2 separate regions of the Bos taurus genome follow, and region 1 is linked to region 2. The links are chromatin contacts, called in public Hi-C maps. All regions are on one chromosome and are shown on one strand. Each heading gives the region's core, a stretch centred on a gene start, on an enhancer-like site or on the middle of the called end of the contact. The rest is flanking DNA. Distances are from core to core; before and after follow the strand shown.

Region 1 (6,942 bases), core at 229-2,728, 43 kb after region 2:
TCTTACTGTTTTTTTTTTTTTCTTTCCCCCAAGTGCCAGTGATCCAAGCCTAAGAGAAATAGCTGGGAATGAATTTGACTGCATAGGTGGATTTGGGCGTTGGGTGGAGACAGCCCTATTTTGAGGAGCTCTGTGGGCTAATGAAGAGCGTACTCCGTGAGGGTCCTGCCCGCCTTGGTTTGCCTGAGAGCTCCAGTGGGGCCAAAGGGCAGCTGCTCCTGCGCCCTCTCACTCCCCACTTTGCTGCCCTGCTGTCTTGTTTGTTTGCTCAGTAAACCCTATTTTCAGAGCTGGTGCAAAGGTACACTCTCAACTCAGGCCTTGCGGAAGAAAGACAAATTCTCAACAAGTAGGAGGTCTTGGTTCTTGAGATTTTTGTTGGGCATTCCCCTCTGGGGAACCCAGAACAGATCCTAGGTTGGGTGCTGGGGAGTGAACCAGTGCTTTATGGTTTGTTTGCTTGTTGATTGATGCGTGATTTGTGGGTCTGCTTGCAGGCAGGATCGTGAGAGGCTGCTTTTGATGTTAAAAGACACATAAGATGCTTGAAAACAAAAACAGAAAGTGCAGCATTTGAAGGGAACAGAGGACGGGGTGTGCAGGCGCTGGCCTGTGTCAGCTGTCCTCAGTGGACTTGGAGGGCACGTGCTGCTGAAGGATGGATGGGCTGGGGAGATTCCCAGTTGCCACTCGTTAGCAAGCCCCAGACTGCTCTGGGCCTTGGTTTCCTCATCTGTCAAATGAAGGGAATGTTGTTCATAGTGGTGTAGTGAGGGGTAAATAATAGCATGTAGTACAGGCATATCATGTCTAATACATGAGAGTTCATGCTTTAATACGTTTAGCTTGGCAGTTCCTTGTAGCAGATTGAAAAAGGGAAAGGTCATTGGCAGGGGTTCTTCACTCTTATGTACCTACCATGGGTGGGTGATCACTTCTGTCTTGGAAAGCTTTTGGTGAAGTTGGGGCCCAGTGTGCTAGTCTTGATTGCAGCTGACATCTCTGGCACATCAGTCTGGCCCTGCATGCCCTGCCATGGTACAGGGCAGGAGAGCTCATCCAGGACTTCTGAAATTCAGAGCTGGTAGAGTCAACTCTCAGCTGAGGCTGGCCTTGGAGGAGGATGTGTAGGCTTTCTTTGTGGATAAGAAAATGGGCCAAGGCAGGTGGGGGTGGGGCAGGCCTGGCAGGGCAACCCGAGGTGGTCCTTTCATCTCTCTGGGCCTCCGTGTCCCCGTGTGCTCACTGCAGGGTGGGCCATACACTCTGCAATCCTGAGACCCTTCAGCCAGACTGCCGACCGTCCCTTGGTGGCAACCGTGGACTCCAGGGTGACGGATAGGCAGCCCTTTGGCCCCCAGCCAGGCGGCACTGCGGGGCTGTGGGGGGTGGGGCGTGCGGCAGATTCCAGCAGAGGAAGGGATTTGCTTCTGGTCTCGGCCTCCCAAGGGTGTGATTGCGCCAGAGAAACTCCTGCACAGCTGGGAAGCAAATGTGAAGGATTTTCTTTGCTATACATGTGGTGGGTGGGGCAGGCTGGGGCAGGGTAGCTGGTGGAACAGAGTGACTGTGGGGTGTGGCTGGGTAATGGGTGGTGGTGTGACTATGCTGGGGGTGTGACAGGCTGGGAGGGGCCGAGTCAGCTGTGGGGAACGGCCCTGGGATTGCGTGTGGGGCTCCCAGTGGCCAGCCAGCAGCCACTTCTCCTCCCTGAGGCTGAATGCCCATTCACATACTTTTGAGCCTGTTTGCGGGCTCTCCCCGCACTTCTTCTCAACTCCCCACCCCATCCTTGTGCCTGTGGCCCAGAGGCCCGTGTTGACCCATTTGAACATCTCAGCACCATGTAAGTTTGCTTGTCCATTCATGTGCCTGTGAGTGTGGAGGAAGTAGGGGGCATGGTCAGGAGTGACCCAGGCAGGAAATAAAATCTGGGCTGGGTGACCGTGCGGGGCTCTGGGTCCTGGCCTCCATTCAGCCTGCAGCAGCAGCAGCACGCCAGAGACCTAGGACCGTGGAGCCCAAAGGCCTGCACCTTCAGTGCCCAGTGCCCTGCTTGGTACCTGTCGGGGCTCGGTAGGAACCAAATGAGGAAGCAGAGAATGGATCATCTGCTTGTTCCCGACTTCCAGTGTGCGCCCAAACCTGACCTCTCTTCCTGTTTCTGGATCCACTATCAATTTGATATGTGGTCTTTGGCCAGTTCTTTCTTGAGTTTCAGTTTCCAAATCCATTAAGTGAATAATCATCTTGTTAGCCTGTAATCACCATGTGCCAGGCACTGAGCAGTTTTACACAGATCATCTCTCTCAGTCTTGGCAATAGCCCTGCAAGATAGATAAGTAGTATAAACCCCATTTTACGCTGGGGAAACTGAGACTCAGAGAGGTGGAGAGATTTGCACAAAGACCTTTAACAAGGATGCTAGCAGCTACTGCATCACTGCCCCACAGATGTTTGGGATGACACAGCATGATGCATGCAGCTCTTCATGGGAGGCTGCTGCACATGGAGGCAGCAAGTGCACGGGAGCTGGGTTGTTAGGTGCACTTCACCGTCAAAGGCTCAGGGGGCTCTTGGTCTCACTTCAGAGCCCACCTGTCCATCCAGGGCAGAGCTCAACCTCCTCCCCAGTCCTCCTCTCTAGACAACTTGGTTTCTGAGAAGTTCCTTGTAGCTTCTGCCTCTTTTCTCTTTGCGTCCTAGAGAGGATTCTGGGGGCACCTGAGCATTTTGGAGTGGGGGGTGGGGTCATGAGTGACTTTGAACAGAGCAGTGGCCACAGTTACCGTGGTATTTCCCGAAAGTGCAGCGTTGCCATGGCATCTCCATGACAACCAGAGCATCTCATTCATTATCCCCAGCACCTTGGCAGGGAAAGCTGGGCCTAGGGCTGAAAGAGCACAGTTGGAGGCTTGGTTGAGGGCTTGGTAGCTGAGGTCCCCTCATGCTCTCCCCTGTCCCTGCCAAGATTCCCCTATAGGCTCTGGAGCCATCACCATTTCATGGGGTTTGGGTTCAGATTTCATTTCTGCCACTGACTAGCTGTGTGGTTTAAGTGGCTTAACATCTCTGAGCCTTATTTTCTGCAACTGTAAATGTGAATGACAGTATTAGTTGTAAGGATTAATTGAGATAAAGTATGTAAAAGTGCTTAGCACACTGCCGGGCACAGGTCATAAGTTCCGGTCCTGCTGCCATCTGCAGGCTCCAGGGTACAGAGCCATGTGTAGAAACACTCAAGTCTGCTTCTCCTGGACTGCATGCTCGGGTGTGCTCAGGGGTTGGTATGTGTGTGTGAGTGTGTGCACTTAAGTGCTTAATTGCTCAGTTGTGTTCCACTCTTTGCAACCCTTTGTTGCTTTTTACTTTTTATTTATTATTTTATTTTTGGCTGTGCCGGATCTTCGTTGCTGTGTGTGTTTTTCTCTAGTTGTGGTTTTAAGGGGCCACTCTCTAGTTGTGGTATGAGGGCTTCTCATTGTAGTGGCTTATCTTGTTGCGGAGCATGGGCTTTAGGGCTTGCAGGCTTCAGTAATTGAGGCATGTTGGCTCAATTGTTATGGCTCCCTGGCTCTAGAGCACAGGCTCAATAATTGTGGCACACAGGCTTAGTTGCCCTGACTGTGGGATATTCCCAGATCAGGGATTGAACCTGTGTCTCCTCCATTGGCAGGTGGATTCTTTACCACTGAGCCACCAGAGAAGCTCTTTTTGTGACCCAGTGGACTGTAGCCCACCAGGCTTCTCTGTCCATAGAATTTTCAGGCAAGAATACTGAGTGGATTACCATTTGCTTCTCTGGGGATCTTCCTGACCCAGGGATTGAGCTTGCATCTCCTGTGACTCCTGCATTGTAGGTAGATTCTTTACTTGTTGAGCCATCAGGGAGCTAAATGAGGGAGGGAGGTCAGCTATGGGACTGTGTTCACCCACCTGAGGCCGGAGCTTGAAGTATAAGCTACAAAGGTAGCCAGTGGGTGTGCATGCCCCATGCTGAGTTCAGCCATTCAGTCGTGTCCAACTCTTTGCGACTCCATGGACTGTAGCCTGTCAGGCTCCTCTGTCCGTGGGATTTCCCAGGCAAGAGTACTGGGGTGGGCTGCCATTTCCACAGGCGTAGTGTCACTAAAACGTGTTTTGTTTTTTAATGGACTTTTTCTTTTTTATTTTGCCACACCATGCAGCGTGTGGGATCTTAGCGCATCAACCAGGGATTGAAACTGTGCAGAGTCTTAATCACTGAACTGCCAGGGAAGTCCCTCAAATGTGCTGTTTTTCAAGAAGTTGGAAGTTCTTTTTTTTTTTTTGCCAGTAAACAACTTAGTCTTCTATTTGCCTAAGGCCAGCTGTTGCAGGCGCTGAGGCCCCAAGACTTCCAGAAGGGATGAGGGGTGGGGTGGCGAGCCATCCTGCCTCCCAGCTGCTGCCTGCCCCATCCTGCTTCCTGCAGGAGATGGGAGAGTGGATGAAATGTACCCTTTTGCCATCAAGTATCTCCTCAATTTTGTGTGTGTGTCAGTAGCTCAGTCGTGTCCAACTCTGCCACCCCATGGACTGTAGCCCATCAGGCTCCTCTGTCCAAGGGATTCTCCAGGCAAGAGTAGTGGAGTGGGTTGCCATTTCCTTCTCCAAGAAGTTGGAAGTTCTGACTTTTATATGAAATCTCCTGATTTTAAGATGCTGATAGCTAGTCTCAAAGAAAAATGCTGTCAAAGAATTTTGCATCCTGTTTTGGCTGGGGGGTCCTGGTTCTCAGCTTCTATGCTATAGAGTAGGGATGGGGCGGGAGCCCGAGGAATGGGACGTGAGGGCAGGAAAGGGGTTGGTGGGTGGAGATGACTTCAGAGACATGATGATATTGGAACTGGGGTCTTGAAGGATGAGTAAGTGTCCCAAGGGGTAGGGGAAGACATTCCAAGCAATGGGAACTTCATTAACAAAGGCCTAGATGCATGACCAAGACTGGTGACTGGTTGGGCGAGGCTGGAGTTTAGGAAAATGGCTGGTGATGTCGGCAAGGCCCAGGGCAGGAGGGAAGTGTTGAGGCCTCAGCCCCTAGATGTCCCTGAGGCCTGCGTGGCTCCACAGAGGTTTGAAAGCTTTGGTTGGCATCCCTTGAGCCACAGGAGTGCAGGAATTCAGGCAGACATGGAGGGCCTTGGATGGCTGGTGCCAGGCCCTTGAGGGGTTGCAGTGGGGGCCGCACTGGAGGCCCCCGTGGCCAGCTCGATGGTGGTCAGCGATTTGCCAGGATACTCGGCCTTCTCTGGGGCCAGGGGCCAGTCGGTCACCCGCTTTCCCCCTTTACCCTTTCTTGGGCTTGAGCTTTGCATGGCCTTCTCTCTAGCCTTATGGCTTCTATATGGCCTCTGTTCATCCATCCAGTTCCCCAGCAAGGCATGGCTCCTGAAAGTGGGGATTTGGGATTCCAAGGGCCGTTAGAGACTTAGAGAGTGCCCGGAGCTTCACGGTGCTTTGTGGGCTCAGGTGTTACCCACGTTATGAGTACGTTAAATAGGAATACATGAAAACAGCAGCTGGGCCTTCCTCAGGGTTGTGTGCCAGGCTTGACACTTCCTATGTATCCACTCATTTAATTTTCACAACTTCGGAAAGTATGTCAAGTTTTCCAGTTTTACAGATTAGGAAACTGGGGGCACTTAAAGAACTTGCCCCAGATGACACAGTTACTGGGTGGTAGGGCTTGGGTTTAAACGAAGCTGCCTAGCTCTAGTCTGCTCGTTAAGCTCTATTGACCTAGGGCTTTAGGGAGTTGGAGGCCCTGGGTTTGGACTATGAAGTTGTTGCAACATTTCCCAGCATACGTGCATTTTTTTAAATAGGGAAATGTCTGATTCCCACAGGGGTCGGTGACCCCAAGACGCCTGAGACCGCTGGTTGTGTCATTAGCACACATGTTGAAAGGCTGTTAATGCAACAGGCTGAAGGCCGGTGACCAGAGCACCCAGGCCAGCAGGGGAGGTGGGGTTAGATGGCCTGAGTAGGCAGGTGCCTCCCCACCCACTGTGCTCCTGTCCTGGCCCTGGGCCAAGGGGTGGGGCTCGCTGTGGCTGCAGGGCAGAGGGCTGCCCTTATCAAAGGGGATCAGGACATGGGTGCACCCTGGGAATAAGCTGGACCAGTTGCCCCAGCTCTCTTGGCCCCACCCAGGAAGCCTGTCCCGCCTTGCCCTGCCCTCAGCTGGAATTGCAGGGACTCCCTGGAAAGCTCTGCCTGTTCCCTTACGTCTGAGCTTCGCTGTGTGTCCCTCCCTCTTCCTACCCTGGGTCAACCCTTGCTTGGCTTTCTGGCCAGTTCAGGTACCACTTCCTTCAGGAAGCCTTCCTTGATCCTCCCCCTTCCTCCTCCAGGGGGATTAAGTGCCCCTCAGTTCCCTCAGATACCCTCCCTGCTGTCACACTCGCCTGTTTTCTTGGCCGCCTTGGGTTCCCTGTGATGCTGGTACATCGTAAAAGACTGAACTGTAGAATATCAGAGGTGGAAAAGTCCCCAGACGTCATCTGGCCCAGGCCCCTCGCTGACCAACAAGAGGCCCAGAAAGGGGCAGAGTGTGCCGAGGCCACACAGCGCATTATGGCAGAACTGTGAGCAGACCCGGCGTCTGAGACACGTCCTCGTTTCATACCCCTGCCTCTTTGCTGAGCACATCTCTTAAAAATATTTGTTTTCACGTATTCACAAAATAACAAATGATTATTATAGGAAATCTAGGAAACAAAGGAAAAGAAAAGTCAGAGATAATTGTTACTGTTTTTTGTTTTGATTTTTGGATTTAGTACCAGTTTCTGGCTTACGCGTAAAATTTTTCACAAAAATAAGACAGTATGGTCTTATAAAAATGTTTTCTACTTTAACAATATATATGGTAATTCTATTTCTGTGTCAGTAAATGCCCTTCTTCAACATACTATAAATGGC
Region 2 (7,078 bases), core at 377-2,876:
CAAGGGTCAGCCAAGACAGAAAGAAGAAGGTGGGGAGAGCTCCCAGGCTGAGATAACAGCCTGTGGGAAGCTTGAAGTGTGGGGAGGTGGGCCCTCAGGGCTTCGGGGTTAGGCCTCTGTGCTGTTGGGGAGAGGCTGAGGGCCTTGACGGGCAATGAGCAGCTCCTCCACTCCTAGGCCTAGCCATTTCTGCTGGGTGAGGATGGTCCCAAAGAAAGGCAGTGCCAAAGAATGCTCAAACTACCGCACAATTGCACTCCTCTCACACGCTAGTAAAGTAAAGCTCAAAATTCTTCAAGCTAGGCTTCAGCAATACGTGAACCGTAAACCGCCAGATGTTCGAGCTGGTTTTAGAAAAGGCAGAGGAACCAGAGATCAAATTGCCAACATCCGCTGGATCATGGAAAAAGCAAGAGAGTTCCAGAAAAGCATCTATTTCTGCTTTATTGACTATGCCAAAGCCTTTGACTGTGTGGATCACAATAAACTGTGGAAAATTCTGAAAGAGATGGGAATACCAGACCACCTGACCTGCCTCTTGAGAAACTTGTATGCAGGTCAGGAAGCAACAGTTAGAACTGGACATGGAACAACAGACTGGTTCCAAATAGGAAAAGGAGTACATCAAGGCTGTATATTGTCACCCTGCTTATTTAACTTGTATGCAGAGTACATCATGAGAAACGCTGGACTGGAAGAAGCACAAGCTGGAATCAAGATTGCCGGGAGAAATATGAATAACCTCAGATATGCAGATGACGCCACTCTTATGGCAGAAAGTGAAGAGGAACTCAAAAGCCTCTTGATGAAAGTGAAAGAGGAGAGTGAAAAAGTTGGCTTAAAGCTCAACATTCAGAAAACTGAGATCATGGCATCTGGTCCCATCACTTCATGGGAAATAGATGGGGAAACAGTGGAAACAGTGTCAGACTTTATTTTTTGGGGCTCCAAAATCACTGCAGATGGTGATTGCAGCCATGAATTAAAAGATGCTTACTCCTTGGAGGAAAGTTATGACCAACCTAGATAGCATATTCAAAAGCAGAGACATTACTTTGCCAACAAAGGTCTGTCTAGTCAAGGCTGTGGTTTTTCCAGTAGTCCTGTATGGATGTGAGAGTTGGACTGTGAAGAAGGCTGAGCACCGAAGAATTGATGCTTTTGAGATGTGGTGTTGGAGAAGACTCTTGAGAGTCCCTTGGACTGCAGGAGATCCAACCAGTCCGTTCTAAAGGAGATCAGTCCTGGGATTTCTTTGGAAGGAATGATGCTAAAGCTGAAACTCCAGTACTTTGGCCACCTCATGCGAAGAGTTGACTCATTAGAAAAGACGCTGATGCTGGGAGGGATTGAGGGCAGGAGGAAAAGGGGACGACAGAGGATGAGACGGCTGGATGGCATCACTAGCTCAATGGACATGAGTTTGAGTGAGCTCCAGGAGTTGGTGATGGACAGGGAGGCCTGGCGTGATGCAATTCATGGGGTCACAAAGAGTCGGACACGACGGAGCGACTGAACTGAACTGAACTGAGGATGGTCAGGGTGGGGTCCCAGGGAGCTGCCCCGCCCACCGTGAGGACTGCAGAGGGCTGGAATGATGTCTTTCCCCTGGGTGTCCACTAGATGGCGCCCGATCACCAGGCCTCTGGGGGGACAGAAAGGCTTTGGCTGGGGCTGGTACACTGGAGTGAGGAGTGGGGCGGCGGTAAGCTTTGTAATATCCGAGCCCCGAGCTTGCTTGGGGAGTGTAAACGTAAGTCAGCGTGTGTGTAAATCTTCACGTTTGTCAGGATATCTACTTGGGACACGGCTGTGATTCGGCTTTAGTGTACATTCTCCCTTAGGGCCTTGTCACAGCTCAGGAGCTCAGACTATTACTTCTCCAAAGTGGAACTGAGACAGAAGAAGGTTAGTGCCATGCCCAAGGTCACTTGGCTGGTTCAAAGTGGAGTAAATAGTGATTGCCACCAGGCGTCCTAGGACAGATACCAGCCACGTGGCAGGACCCACTGGTGAAGGACTTGCTCTGAGTCACTCTGAATGGAAGAACAGAGTCCAATGGGTTGGTGGTACTGGGATACGAATCCTGGGCATTTATCCATTTAGCATGTTTGTTGAACACCTACTACCATGTGCCAGGCACCGTGCTGGGCATTGGTGAACAATAAAGCAACTGGTAACAGACATGGAGGCTGTCAGGGAGACAGCCGGAGTTAGCCAGCTGATAAGCAGACCCAAGAAGGTTGGGGGGTTGGTGAGGGAGCCTCAGTCTTAGAAGGGCAGCAACAGGACTCAGGGTCAGAAGGTGCAACCATGAGGCGGGCAGAGAAACAGTTGAAGCAGAGGCTACAGCTCATGCAAAAGCTGCCAAGGCGGAAAAGTGTTGAGCGACTGCAGGGAGATGGGGGGCTTGGGGGGAGAGGGGAGGGAGGGGAGGTCATCCCTGGGGCGGAGTTGGGGGGTGGGGGGAGAGGGTGTCTGATGACTCTGGTGAGGGGTGTGTATTATCATCTACATACCGTAAGAAGGGAGAGGAGCTTTAAGTAGGGCTTGCACAGTGTGATTTGCGTTTCAAAGTCCACTCTGGCTTTGTTTAGGATTCGGGTGAAGATGACCACACAGGTGAGAGAAGATGGTGGCTCAGAGCATGCTGGCAGCTGCAAAGGTGGAGGACAGTATCTAGGTTTGAGAGGTACTTTGGAAGTAGAATCAGCAGGATTTTCAGATGGATTGCATGCAGGGGTGAGGATGATTCCAGGTTCCAAGCATGAGCAACGGGTGGACAGTGGGGCCATTTCCCAAGGTGGGAGAGCCTGGGGGAGGGCCTGAGCTGGGTGGAAGATGGGAAACAAGGTCAGGCTCTGTTATTTTTGAAGCCATCCCTGTGAAATCCTAGTAGAAAGATGGGGCAGGCAGTTGGGGCTCGTTGGAAAGGTTGAGGCCGCTGAAATAATCTCCAGAGCCTCTGTTGTTCATTGTTCAGTCGCTAGATAGCGTCCGACTCTTTGTGATCGCATGGACTGCAGCACACCAGGCTTCCCTGTCCTTCAGTATCTCCAGGAGTTTGCTCAAAGTCATGTCCCTTGAATCAGTGATGCCATCCAACCATCTCATCCTGTCACCCCCTTCTCCTCCTCCTGCCTTCAATCTTTCCTGGCATCAGGGTCTTTTCCAGTGAGTCAGTCAGGAGTCTGTATATTGTGCTTATTACTTATTAGTTTAAAAATATTTATTTATTTGGCTGCACCTAGACTTAGTTGCAGTGCTTGGGATCTGTCTTTGTTGCAGCACGCACACTCTTAGTTGCAGCATGTGGGATCTAGTTCCCTGACCAGGAATTGAACCTGGATCCCCTGCTTTGGGAGCATGGAGTCTTAAACACTGGACCACCAGGGAAGTCCCTAGATTGAACTTAATGTCAAGGGACTGGATGAGCTCACTCAGCCCAAAGTCCAGGCAGCTCAATAATGGGAGACTGTGAGGAAAGCCCCATGGCTTCAGGTGTGATGGGCAGCCTTCTGGATGTATTGATGACTGGTGGAGAGGGGCGGCCTCTGTGAGGGTGGTGCAAGGAAATGGCCCCTGAGGATGTGAAAGACCAGGATTCAGGTGGCCCTGGGGCCACGTGGAGGAGCCGGACTTGCTGACTCTGCCTCTTTGTCTGCTGAGACCTTCCTTCCCAGGAGCGCTTCCCCCACCACCATCTGGCAGATGGCCCCGGGGACACAGACCCTGGTCCCGGGCTAGGGGGGAGGGCGGCTTCTGGGATGGGGCTGTAATTTCAGTTGGGGGCCGGGCTCCTGGGTTTCAGTGCCACCTGGTGTGAGGTTCCTCTTTCTGGCACCTCCCCCACGACTGTCTCTGCTGACCGCCCCACCCCCCTGCTGCAGTTAGTGAGCCTCCTGCAGAGGAGGGGAGGCGGGCCAGGCCCAGGGAGTGCTCCCACCTGGAAGGGGCTGCCAAGTTTAATTAGTGCTTGTGAAGCCTTGGTATCTGCCTCTGAGAGCACCACCTCCCTCTCCCTGGACTTTCATCTTTGAAATTTCCCCACCAGCCTGGATGAAAGGGCCAGGGAGGGGCCAGGTATTAATAGTAATTATTAGTTTCACAAATAAAGAGGAGAAACGGGATTATCTCCGAGCCCAGCCAACTCGTTCGCCCCTCTTTGTGTGCCTGTCTCTCCTTCCTCTGGCTCCATTTCCTTTCTCTTTGCACTTTTCCTCCTCTTCCCCTCTCCTCCCTGCCTCCGGGCCTTGCCTCTTCTGTCTGTCCCCATCTCAAGGCCTCAGGATCCGCTTGCCCCCCTCAGTCTCTCAGCTCTCTGTGTTGGGATATCCGGAGCACCAGGACATTCAGGGAGCACTCCTGTGCTTCTCTGGGGTGCAGAGGCAGAGGGAGAGGCAACGTAGCGGGGAGATGGGGTAGAAGGGTGTCTGTGTCCATTCATTTATTCACTCACTGTTTTCCAAATAGCTACTGAACATCTGCCATGGCCAAAGCACTGGACTGGGCCCTTAGGACTCAGTGCTGGACAGGACAGACACGGCCCTGCCCTGGGGATCTCCCGGGGAGGCTAGGTAGTAAACAGTAAGCTGACAAGTTACACTTGAGGGCATAGATAGATGCCTGCTAGGAAGGGATAAACAGCAGCTATGATGCAGAGCTAAGGGTGGGGGCCCCGTGAGGCTGGGGGATGAGGGACGCATCCCCCTGAGGAGGTGGCGTTCCAGCTGAGAGCTCAACAATGAGAAGGACCTCATGAGAGAATTGTTGAGAAAAGTGTTCAGGGCAGGGAGAACAGCCTTTGCAAAAGCCTGGGGTGAAGACCTCAGAGGTGGACCTTGTGAGAATATGAAAGGAGGATGAGGTGGCAAGAGGTGGGGTCCAGAGAGCGAGGCTGAGGTGCGCTGGGGCGGGTGGGCCCACAGCCGGGCCCCTGTGCACTAAGCGGGGCTCTGTACCTCACTGAATGTCCTGCTGTCCCTGGTTTGGAACTCTTAATTTACTAATTTATTTGGCTTCATCAGGTCTTAACTGTGGCATGCGGAATCTTTCACGTGGCTCATGGGCTCCGGAGTGCTCAGAGGCTCAGTAGTTGTGGCACGGGGACTCAGTTGCCCTACAGCATGTGGGACCTTAGTGAAAGTGAAGTCGCTCAGTCGTGTCCGACTCTTTGCGACCCCATGGGCTGTAGCCTATCAGGCTCCTCCGTCCATGGGATTTTCCAGGCAAGAGTGCTGGAGTGGATTGCCATTTCCTTCTCCAGGGGATCTTCTCGACCCAGGAATTGAACCCGGGTCTCCCGCATTGCGGGCAGACGCTTTACCGTCTGAGCCACCAGGGAAGGCCCGTCCCCGACAAGGGATGGAACTTGTGTCCCTTGCATTGGAAGGCAGATTCTTAACCACTGGACCACCAGGGAAGTCCCTTTGGAGTTCTTCATTTTTAAGCAAGGGGTTCTTCTATGTTTGCATTTTGTACTGGGCCTCATCAATATGTAGCTGTCCCTGCTTGGGGAGGTCAGCAAAAGAAGTGACTTAAAAAAAAAAAAAAGTAAACGTGTATAGAAATTTGAAGGCTGGTGGGCTGGTGTTTGGTGAATGAATGAATGAACGGAGGAATTTGGGTGCACATGTGTGTGAGCTTACCTATGAGGCTGTCACCGGGCCATGTAGGCCTGGCCAGGAACGCTGCTGACACACAGCCGTGGCCCTGTCGTGCTCCCGAGTCCTGCAGCGCCTGCTACATTTCTCAGGGCCGTTGCCAGAGAGGCTCCAGGGGCTAAGCCCAAAGCGGCACCAAGCCCAAAGTGGCACTGTGAACAGGGGTGGTGTGGCCAGGCTTCTTCCAGGCCCCGTTTGGGGAAATAAGGTGACTCCTCTACCCCAGCTGGAGGCAGCCCTGTCTTCCCTGTGAGACCCGAGACTTTGGAGCCAGAAAGATTTGAGTTCAAATTGCCTTCACATCCTCACAAGTGGGTGTGTGGATGCAGATAACTGGACTTTGGGCAGGTGATTTGCTTCTTCAGTCCTCAGTTTCCTCATCTGTAGCATGGGGATCACTACTTAGAATTTCTAAGACGATTCAATGTGGTAACGAAAGGGAAGATTTTGGCAGAGTCAGAGCTTGGTGAATATTTGTAATAATAATAGTTTTTATACCCATACAGTCTCTGGAGACTTGGGTAAAGATTTGCTTCTGCCGCCAAATGTCTGCATAATCATGAACAAGTCTCTGAATCCTCCTGGTCCTCAGCTTCCTCTTGTGTTAAAATTGGGGTGATAACAAGCTAACTCGTCTCTAAGCAGGGTGGTCAGGACGATCCCACACATTCACTGCGGAGCTTGTTTGAGAACTGATGTGCCCATATGACTTGTTGGCACATTCCCGACCCCTGCCTCCCCCATCTCAGGGCAGATTTTCTCCAAATACGCCCCTTCCTCGGAGAGAAAAGTGTCCCCCCTCCCCACACCTCACCCAGTTCTTGGCAGTGCATGGAACCCAGTCCCTGGATTCCCAGCCCCGAGGGTGGTTGTCCTCAGGCTAGAAAGTCTGCCCGGGAGTGACCCTCCAGGTCAGGGTCTGAAGTTGGGCAAGGAAGAGGAAGGTCCACAGCTGGGGCAGTGTTGGCTCGGGGGAGGGGGCGGGGGGGTGAACTAAAGGCAGACAAAGGAGCTGGAGCCCCAGTCCCCGCGGTCTGGCTTCCTGCCTGCCTCTGGGCAGGAAGCAGCCAGAAAGCTGTGAGAATCAGTCTCTGACTAAGGGCCCAGGCGACAGTCTTGGAGTGGGTAGAGCCCCGACTTCATCTCCCACGTTCACCACCAAAGGCTGATTTTGGGGAGCCTCCAGAACCCATGGGAAGCCCTGAGCAGCACCCAACACCAGCCTGGGAAGGCGAGCCTCTCCTGATAGGAGTCCTGGCCAGAGGAGACAGGAAGGGAGAGCTACAGGGTCCTTGGCCACCCGCGAGTGCAGACCCGGTGGGCGGGAAGGTTGGGTCCATGTCCAGCTGCTGCGGTGAATCAGCAATGTGACCACAGGGTCACTGAGCCTCTCTGTGCCTCAGGCTCCTCATTGG

What was found. A called contact is a pair of places that touch in the nucleus more often than the background predicts.
Region 1: a Hi-C map of liver shows a contact between it and region 2, with 2.6 times the contacts expected there. The contact joins two enhancer-like sites. A contact is called at or near these places in 2 of 11 Hi-C or Micro-C datasets (liver and skeletal muscle).

What each region holds. Positions count from the first base shown.
Region 1 is chr7:61,836,238-61,843,179 of ARS-UCD2.0, forward strand. The region is part of intron 2 of NDST1 (N-deacetylase and N-sulfotransferase 1); the gene reads left to right. Among named protein-coding and RNA genes, the nearest start is that of NDST1, 25 kb to the left of the region's middle. Within about 2 kb of position 1,479, at least 53 of the 102 cell types and tissues checked have an H3K27ac peak or open chromatin away from gene starts, as enhancers often do. A contact at or near this core is called in liver and skeletal muscle, where this site is marked.
Region 2 is chr7:61,792,880-61,799,957 of ARS-UCD2.0, forward strand. LOC112447454 (a long non-coding RNA gene) reads right to left here. Exons shown (of 4, transcript XR_009495308.1): 3 at 2,520-2,657. Among named protein-coding and RNA genes, the nearest start is that of RPS14, 18 kb to the left of the region's middle. Within about 2 kb of position 1,627, at least 8 of the 102 cell types and tissues checked have an H3K27ac peak or open chromatin away from gene starts, as enhancers often do. A contact at or near this core is called in liver and skeletal muscle, where this site is marked.